2 separate regions of the Sparus aurata genome follow, and region 2 is linked to region 1. Evidence: chromatin contacts called from public Hi-C data. All regions are on one chromosome and are shown on one strand. Each heading gives the region's core, a stretch centred on a gene start, on an enhancer-like site or on the middle of the called end of the contact. The rest is flanking DNA. Distances are from core to core; before and after follow the strand shown.

What was found. Hi-C and Micro-C count contacts between places; a contact is called where the count stands out from the background.
Region 2: a contact with region 1 is called in a Hi-C map of an unstated tissue, with 5 times the contacts expected there. The contact joins the promoter of stat5a here to the promoter of hcrt in region 1. A contact is called at or near these places in 2 of 2 Hi-C or Micro-C datasets (skeletal muscle and an unstated tissue).

The regions. Positions count from the first base shown.
Region 1 is chr23:21,968,027-21,973,326 of fSpaAur1.1, forward strand. hcrt (hypocretin (orexin) neuropeptide precursor) reads right to left here and starts at 2,147. Exons shown (of 2, transcript XM_030407441.1): 1 at 1,275-2,147; 2 at 1-222. The coding sequence starts at 1,358. LOC115575401 (inactive phospholipase C-like protein 2) reads right to left here. Exons shown (of 6, transcript XM_030407439.1): 6 at 2,437-4,341. The coding sequence ends at 3,889.
Region 2 is chr23:22,101,653-22,106,488 of fSpaAur1.1, forward strand. stat5a (signal transducer and activator of transcription 5a) reads right to left here and starts at 2,093. Exons shown (of 20, transcript XM_030406724.1): 1 at 1,940-2,093.

The DNA of each region.
Region 1 (5,300 bases), core at 897-3,396:
TCGGCTCTGCAGGCGATCCTCTTCGTCTCTGCGTTTACCCAGAGTGAGGATGCCGGCGGCGGCGTCTCCGGTCAGCGGTCCCCCTGAGGTCCTGCTGCCAGAGCGACACAGCAACACGTAGAGGCGACAGGAGCGGGCTGGTTGTCTGCAGCACTCAGACATGCTGTGAGCATCACATGCCAGTTGAGACAGCAGCAACATCAACACCAGCACCAGGACCTTCTGCTGGGCAAAAGAGATGTGTTCATACTGATACAAGATGACGACAGGAACAGAATTATTTATCTGCATGTCTTTGAAATGTCAATCTTTTTTAATAAGTATGTTTTACACATGTATTACAAGCTGCTGAGCAGTTCTTATTGATCAATTAATACAGAAGCCTGAATCAGGGATGGATAGACAAACTCCTAAGAATAAAAACTGAATTCATAATAAGATGATGCTCATTTATATTTATAAACACAATTCAATCCCAGTCTTGAGTCATGGATACACAGAGTCTCAGCAGGACCAGCTGTTAGGGTAATGGTACTACACACGATTATTGATCTACACACAAAGAACATGGATCATCACTTAATCTCTATTAATATCTCACTGACATTTACATGCTAATACCTTAATCTCTTGTCATAGTGGTATTACATAACAAAATCATTTCCAAGCTAATAAAATGCATTTTGTTTTGTTAAATGCATGTCATGTGCATCTATAGTAGATTATCTGGTTTTACTGATCTGCCTAAATTTCAGAAAAATTATTATTTTTGTTTATGTTGATAGAAGAACAAAAAAGCGGAAATACTATTTAAAGTCACTGAATAAAACGCCTGATGCCTGCTCAGGAAGTTTATCGACCTTTTCCTCCTTTGATTATCTACTCTGCCATCCGCACTTCCCTCATTACGATGCCTAAAATAAAATAAAAAACCACTTTAAACATAAAGTGAAATCTCTGATGTCAAGTACTCATTACAAATGCAATATATATATATATATATATATATGTTGTTTTTTGTACATAAACTTTTGATACGTAGAAACACAACAAATGTATCAAAATACTTCTACCTCTTCTACCTCCGTCTTGATGAGGTCAAAATAATGTGGAAATGTGAAGGAAACAATTCTTGAGAAAAATTGATATAGAAGTAAAAAGACAAGGTCACAAACAAACTCCTACACTAATACAACTTTTAAAACAGTGATTTTGCAAATTCCTCACTAGTTTTTAGATTTAAAAAAAAAAAAATCTAACTCGGGTTGTCTTACCCTGTTAGACGTGTCCATCCCAGTAGCCTTCTGGAAACTGGTGGGGAGCCACATCATCTTCTGGCCAGTGTGAGGTGGAGTCATCTGATCCTCTGATGTGCCGGGGAAAATGACAAGTGTCTTTTATATTGTTCTGTGATGTCCACACCGATGGACGTCACTGAGGGCCAACCACAAACACAACCAATAATTCTCTTGCTCATTTGAAGGGCTGATGTCTAGCTCTTTGCCGTTAATTAGTCTCCTGAGGTAGATCATCTCCTAGGCACTTCTCTGGACCTTTGACGAACTGCAGGTATTTCTTTGTGGCCGCATGCCAAAGGTCTACGAGGACATGCCATGATAATGAGTGCTGACGGACACAAGTTAATTAGCTAATGTATCCTATGAGTTCTATAATATAAATATAGAGAACGCCCGGATGCCCTTTCTCAGTTTGTAATGACAAGCTATTTCAAAAGCCATGCTAATGAGGTTCTGGGGGCTTTTTTTCCTCTAAGACACACCAAGAGCAGTTTTGTGTGTTTTTCTTGCTCCTACAAAAAGTGTGTGCTGATGACGTGAGCAGGGTTGACGGATCCATGACACCCAAAACTTGGAGTAGGCTCATTTCTTGTTATACTGTCGGCTTTATAAACTGTCTCTCTCATTAGTCGACATAGCAGGATGACAAAAATCATTTGAAAGCATTCATTGACTTTCAGATTGTTGCTTCTCTTCCTTTCTTCCTCACAGCCACTTACTTAATATCTGTTGCCATCTTATGGACAACAGGGAGCACTGCTCTAAATAGACAAACTCATGCGTGATATGATAAACGGCCTACTTCTCGTTTCTTCAGAACAAAAGAATTTTAGATCGGCAGAATTAACAAGTGCATCGCAGTGCGTCAAAAAGGAATCGATAAAGCTTTTGGAAGGCTTTATTGATTTGCTTGGGGTTCGCCGTCACAGCCGCTTTCAAAATGCTCCAAAGAGCCCGTGACGTCCGTATGAATGCAATCGAAAAAGCCATTCTGTGAATGTGAATCCTGCGTTACTTAAAGTATTTTCAGCAAAAATGTCGCTCCACGTGCCGATTGGTAAACTGCTGAATGACTAAACGGGCATATTTCACTTCCTTGTTATAGACATTAAAGAGGAATGAATGAGAGGAGACAGGATAAACAATGAAGCCAGTTTTAATGGGCCACTTAAAGGAGCTTTTACAGAATCCACACTCACTTTGCAGTGAAACACATGTCAGGTTATTGTTTTGACCCTCATGTTCGTGGCACTAACCCGTAATCCCTCGTTCCGGTCCCACATGCACTGGTTGTCCTGATCGGCACCACAGAACAACAGGTGTCAAATCACTGTCTATGCGGAAGTTACTGTTAAAAAAAGAATCTGAATATCAATAGAACTAACAACAATTATTATAATAGCAATCATTAATGTCCATGTCTGCAAGAATTATTATAGCAATATATGTTCCTTTTACATTTTACATACAGTTTACATCTATATCCATTTTATTTTGTGGTTTTTATCGACAGCAGTACCATGTTCCTGTTGACCCTCGACCTCTAACAGGCCGGGGTCACATATAACATTTGTGATTGGCTGGTGAGCTCCGCCACTTTTTCGGACGTGGGCCAGCTCCACCCTGGGGGCCGAAACACCAAGTCACGTAACGTCACACACACAGCCCCTGGGGAGGAGACGGGGAGACCCATTTGGGGGAGAGTCCAGGAATGCCGGAGAACTTAAATCCTAAGGAATGACACCGGAGATGTGTGGGGGCTCGATGGAGGGCGACGGCGGCGAAGGGTGCGAGAAGTGCATCGATGTGACTGAACGCACAAACAGCTGCAGTTTTTTTTTTTTTTTTTTATTCCCCTATCTCATCCCTACAGCTCCCTGGTTTGTGCTGTAATGGTCGTCTGTGACTCCTACAGAGCTCAGCCTGGTCGAGCTGCTCTAAAAATGAAAAAGGAGTGGGGGGGTGGGGGGTTTGTACTTAACATTATGGTTCAAATGTAGGGGGGGGAGGAGTGTGAGCGTGACAAAATAAAAGCTCAAAGACATGCCAAGGAGTCTCTGGAAACCAAAAGGCAATATGTGACAGAAAATGCCAATGTGAGGTAAAGCCTGTACCCACAGAGCTAGAGTACATAGTGGAGGGGCATGTAACTAGCACTGCCCAGAGAGAGACACATCTAACTCACTGATCCGTCTGCTCAACACAGTCCTATGCAGTAGCACACGCCAGAAGTTTGTGAACGCGCAAGAGAAAACAGAGGAGACCTAAACTTCTTGGCTCAGATGGAAGATTATCTTCCACATCGGCGAGAAAAGTAAACATTAGCTCTTCCAGTTTTTTCTACCCCTTTGGAAACGTGTTACTGAAGTGTGAGGTCTCTCTTTATTTTCTCCTTTCAGACTTGTGTTTCACTTCTAACGCGACGAGCCTTCCTCAGCATCATCATCTCTTTAATCCTCTCCGCCACCTCCTCCATCTCCCTGTCTATGCTGGCCTCCTGCTTTTTGTCTACGCCCTGCTGCTTCTCCGTCTCTACCTCGCTCTCTCTGTCTCTCTTTGGGTCAGTTTCTCTGTGGGCACAGGCTGCGGGTCAGCAGGATCCCACAGGATCCTCGCCGGCCGTCTCTTTCTCGGGGAGGGTGTCCAGAGGACCTGCTGCCCTCTGCTGCTGGCTCTGGTACTGATACTGGAGCTGGGGGATGGGTGGGGGTTGAGGATACGCAGGTGGTTTTGAAACAGTTTGAACCAGAGGGAGAGCTGGTAGCTGGGGGTTTTGTTGGGGAAGGGGATGGAGATAAGCCTGTGGTGCGGTGTGGGATATGGGCTGAGCTTGGGGCTGATGCAGCGGTGGGGGCTGTGGGTAGGGCTTAGCCGGAGGCTGCTGCTGTATCTGGACCTGCTGCGGCTGGTGGTGCGGGTGGTGTTGGAGCTGGGGGGAAGACGCTCCGTTCTTACTGAGCCCACAGGACTGAGCTGCACAGTGGATCTGACGCAGAGTGTCCAGGGCCTCGCTCTTAGCGTGCTTCAGCAGGTCTGCCTGGCCCTGATATGGAGACAGAAAGAGAGTCAACAACACGTATCAGATGATACGATTTTAAGGTCACAGAAATAACAGAAAACATCTTTGATATGCATTCCCTCAAGGCAGCTTTTACACATGGAAAACTGTGCTGTACTCTAATGTATCAGGAAGTTATACATTTGTAAAATAAATGCCAGAATTCGAAGGTAGCTCCAAAAACAGAGGAGGCAGCAGAGGAACCGACAACTGCTGCTCTTTGCTGTCCTTGGCTGAGGACTTCTGAGGAGTATATGCTCATTCTGTCGGCCAGCAAGTTAAGTGACAAAAAAAACGGAAATGAAATCAAAAAGATTATCTAAGCCATGTCATCTTGTTATAATTTATGTCCAACACTTGCTACCCCTCGTAATCCTTGTTATAAGTTGTTTTGCATGGTTATAAACATTTATAAAGCCTTATAAATGCAATATAATGTCTTTTAAATGTGCAATAAAGATGGTATATTTCAAAAGAAGCTCTGCCTGGTTAAATAAAGGTGAAATAAAAGTGATCCGGTCTGGTAGTGGAATAGGCATATTTGTCCCTGTAGTGCATTAACTAATAATATGCAGAAGAGGGCAGTATAAACCCAGTGAGTGAAGGCCCCAGGTCGCCTGCCAGCTCTTCACACTGCTCCTCTCAGTTGGTGCACAGTGCTGTCATATGGTGATAATGTTATACTACATTTCTGCTCTTTATTTGGGAGCACCCCAGAGATGAATCGCCGCCATATGTGGAGGAAGCGGTCGGGGCAGGCATCCTGCTTTACTGCACTGTCAAGTCAATCTGGGCCACTGCCATGGCTGCCTGCCTCCTTCAGCTAGCTGTCTCTGCCATGTGGAAATGTGGTACAGTCTCCTCCACAGGCGGTTATTTCTGTGTGCGAGAGGTGCAGCTATTATTAAAGCCGGTCAAAATAAAAAAGGGAATCTGACCACATG
Region 2 (4,836 bases), core at 843-3,342, 130 kb after region 1:
GTAGTATAAAGGCTTACTGTGGGTCTGTGTGGAGCTCTGGGGTGCGAAATGACAGTGACCCTTTTTGTGATTGTTTTGAGGAACTTAAATATTGCCACAGGGACCGAAACTAAATTTTATGGAGTTCAATACTGAGAGACCTTAAATACCCTGTGCTTGTTTTTTGAGGTTTAGCGCATCCACCAAGGAAGTTGTGTTGTTGCCCTACATCTGGTGAGCTTAAAAGGTTCAACTTGTACGTTTTTTGGGTTTCAATCCCAACCCGTCAAATATTGATTCTCTTGGTTGGTGACCGACCCGACCGATCAATCGAAAGCGTCAGTAACTGGAGACCTGGAAAGCCCAAAGCGTCAGTAATTGACAAGCTCAGAATGAGACTCAAAAAACAAATATCACACAAAAACAGGACCTTTAAATTATGGTCAAGAGGTTATGGCAGTCAAGCTCTTGAGTTTGATATTAGGTTAGCGGTTACTGTGGGTATTGGCAGAGGTAGACTGGAATGGGTCTACTGAGTCCCATTCTAGTCCCACATTCTTATTATTAATGTTCATGCTTTTGCTAGGAAATCTGCATATCGGCTGTGTAAGAAAAAAGGTGGAAAAAAGGTGTAGTTCACTTCTTGTTTCAACAGTAAATGTGTCTTTATTTTAAAGACCAAACGTGAAAGCACCCATTCAAAAAACACGTTTAATCATATTTCAAGGAGCTTATTTTATGTTACAGCCGGACCAAAACAATTAACCTGCTGCCGTCGTTTGAACCAAAGTAATTACGGCTGAACAATTAATTGAGATTTTATCGCGAATATGTGGAACTATAACATCCAAACTGCAGAAGCTGCGAGGAAAGCTGCAATGTTTTCATCAATGTGTGTTAAAAACAGCATTTTAATGACGTACAGGCAGATCCTACAAATCTCACAGACTCATCAGATGATCAATAGCTTTTTCCACACCAGAAAATGAAAACTGTGATGCAAAACTCATACCGGGGTGCTCCAGTGCAGAGACAAAGGTTAATTTTTGTCACAGTTTTTCCTGTTTGCAATTATTTTACATCACGTGTTAAGAAGCTGGGAGCACCTAAATGATGTGCTGGTGCACCTAAATAAGAAAAGAAAAAAAAAGTTAGGCGCACCAGTGCAACTAGAGTGGACCTGAGCCCTGAATATCCATCTCTGCGTGTGAAGTCTTAATCTGTACATGAGCACAGAGGACAAGATCCCTCTCTGAGCTGTGGAGTAAAAGAAATATCCACCAGATTCTTGATGAAAGTGACTCAAACTGGACTCGCACGCGGCAGAGTTGAGGACGGTGCTGAACAAAAGCTCTCAGACTCTCTCACCTGTCAGACTCGTAAAGCGTTCCCATCACACCGCTATTAGGCTCATGAGAGCTGTAGAGCGCTCATTTACAAGACAGCGCCTGTCAACGCAGGCTGTGAGAGCTGCCACAGGTTATCGTCATGGTCCAATTTCAGCTGGCTTGGCACCTGAACGCCTCGTGTGGGTCACGCCGGGAGATAAACTCACACTTTACAGCAGAAAGGCAGCGAGAATCCAACAAGTTTAACACAGAAGCCACATGCGGCAAAGGCAGTGACAGCGCGCTCATGGCCACCAGAGACACGCCGTCAGTCCGTGGAGGTTATTATAGGAAGGGGGAGCTGCCTGTTGATTCAACAGTGTTCAGGGAAGAAGTCGCAAGAAAAAAAAAAAAAAAAAAAAAAACCTAACCCCCCCTCCCACCCGACGTGAAATTGTTTACTCCACGCATCCGTGTGCGGGGTTTCTTTCCTCCGTTGCGGTGCCACACTCGCAGTTTGTTTACAAAAGCGCTGTCAAGACTCTTCATTGCGCAACGGGGGACTTTCACCCCCCCTCCACGTTCACACGACACACAGTGTGGAAAAAGACGTGGAAAAGTGTCAGCCTTACCTCCGTGGAGCGACCCGAGCTGCTGTCCGTGCTCATAAAACGCGAAGCAGAGGCTGCGACAGGATCTCCCGGTCAGTCCGCCGCTCAGTCAGCCGTCTAGTTTGCAACAGTTCGCTTTAGTTCACTGCTCGCTCTCTCTCTCTCTCTCTCTCTCTCTCTCACTCACTCTCTCTCTCTCTCTCTCTCTCTCTCTCTCTCTCTCTCTCTCACACACACACACACACACACGCACACACACACACACACGCATAAACCGCCCACTTCCGGTGGCTCTTGAACGTCTGACAGGGTTCAACACTTTCCGCAGATTTCTGTCCCGCTGATCATCGATCGGTTTGGGAGAGCAGCGGTGGCTTCAGGCCGGAGGAGGCGATAAAAACAAGAGACACCGCGTTGTCACGTGTTGTATCTGCTGAACCCGGCTGTCTATTTATTCATTTTATAAGTATCTTTAAATTAATCAGCATTTATTTTTCTAGTTTTTTTTTAATTTATGTTCGCTATTCAAATTATAAATTATGATAATGATGATAATAGTAGTATTATAATGTTTTAATATTAATATTAAGACAATTATTAACATCTTCTGTATCTGCAGAAACATTATTTATTATTTCATTTTATATCATGTGTATCTTATGTTGATTTTTTTTTTAAATCGCATATTATTTCTGTTGACATTGTCTGAATTGACTGTCAGCGTTGTGCAGCATCATGTTAAATATTAAAAATGCTCATAAAAAACTATGATAATAAATACTGAATAATAATTACAATACTACTACTGATAATTATTATTCATATTTTGTGCATAGATAGATAAAAAGTGAGAGCACAATTTGGTGCAGGTCGCTGATCTCAGAATCACTTCTCTCTGGCTCGCTGTGATCAGAGCTGTTTGTCTGCCGCACTTACTTTAGAGGCAGACCGGTTGATTAGATTAAATCCAATCTAATGTGCATTCAATCTTCAATCCAACTCAAGAGCATCGCGCCCAAATCTGTCGCCCTCAGTCTGGAGAACAGCGACGCCGTCTGGTACAAAACGGATCTAGTATTTATTTTTTTTAAAAAATGTTTTACTTGAAAATCACACAAAATCAGACTTGTTGGTTCAGGGTTCAGGGACCATATGTGTGAGCTAGATACATTTAAATTAATGCACGCACAAACACACACACACACACACACACACACACACACACACACACACAGGGGAGATGTGGTGACAGGAACCAAAGATAAACCTGCCAAAATTAATTAGAGGATAGTGTTGGCCTGAGGCACATGCAGACACATGAGAGCCACACATTGTTGTCAAGGCCGCGATGTGAGCACATGATGATTGTTGGAGAAAAGTGTTTTGATCCCTGACTTTATTAAAACGCTGGTAAATTCTCCTTTTACAAGTTAAAGCCGTGGTATCAACATGCTTGCGTGCAGTGGTGTTTGCAGGAGGATTAGCTCGAGTATGAAGAGTGTGTGTATTGTAAGGTAGAAATAAGAATAAAATCACATACAAAACTAGAATATAATTATGATTTCTGTCTGGTATCAAAATGTCTTCCTTCTTCACAAAGAACATTGTTCTATTCCATTCTTTTCTCATGGGCTTAACAGTTTAGTTCAAATTGATTTAACTATTTTATTTTCAGACTGATTCACTGAAGTTATAAACTCGAGTTCTGCTAACTTGATTAGGACTTAAATGAGTTGAATGAAGACCCAGTACAGACTACAATCTGTAGGCACATGATCATCTTATTAGCTTATTAGCTTTAATGACCTTCCCAGCATGCATTGTTTCACCCTAAAACTCTCCTGTTCCCCTTCAGTTTCACACTTTGAAGAAAGCTCACAAGATGAAAACTTGCTGTGTGTCTTCAGTAGGCCGCATTTTGAGATTAAGTCACGGTTGTTTACTTTCATCATAATGAAAACATTGCTCACGATGATAAAGGTCAGTACTGAATTCAGTCTTTCATTTCAAAAAGCTTTTTGGGAGAGATTTCATTGCTGAAGAAACAAAGTAGCTTCATCAGACACAGTTGCAGCCGACATTAAACAGTAATAATATGTCAAAGCTTCAATAAATAAACTGGATATTTTAGGTAGATTGAATTGTAGATGAAGAATATACAGCGTGTGACCTCCAGCTGAATTTATGCCTCAACCAGAGAATTCAGTAGAACAGGAGTTATGATGAAGTTACATAAACTAAAACACAACTGACAAGTGAATTTGCTTTGAATCATTACAAAATTACCACAACTTGTCTACCCAAATTCAGTCAGCATAAAATATAGAGCAGCCCGGACACTAACTTTTATGAGATGGGACATTATTATTTGATTAAGAGTACCTCATAATGTACTTTGTTAGAATCTGTGTCATGTGTGTCTAATCAGACAAAAAAGTCCACAGTTTGTTTTCAATGTTGCTGTTGACAGTAATTAAACTGAAAATCCCCCCCCGTGTCATGCTGCAGAAAATAAATGACTTCATTTTCCCACATCTATGTCAAAAGTCATCATTCATATTAGCAGTTTCTCTCTCAGACACACACACACACACACACACACAGAGCCAGCCGAGCCGGTCCCCACGCGCATGCACGCACACACACACACACGCACACACACACACACACACACTGCACCCTGTTGAAGCTCCATCGATTCTTCAGATTGATAGGCTGCAGGCATCAACCAAAGGCTGACAGTTGCTTCCTCAGACAGCTGAGTCAGCAGCTGCTGACGGTAATAACTGTACATCTCCACACCCCCTCTTCTCCTCAAACCACTGTGTTCATTTCCTATCACCGAGACAAACAAGTCACACGAAAGCAAGCAAGCAGTGTGGAGCAGAGAGGCCAAGTGATGCAGAAACTGCTTCCTT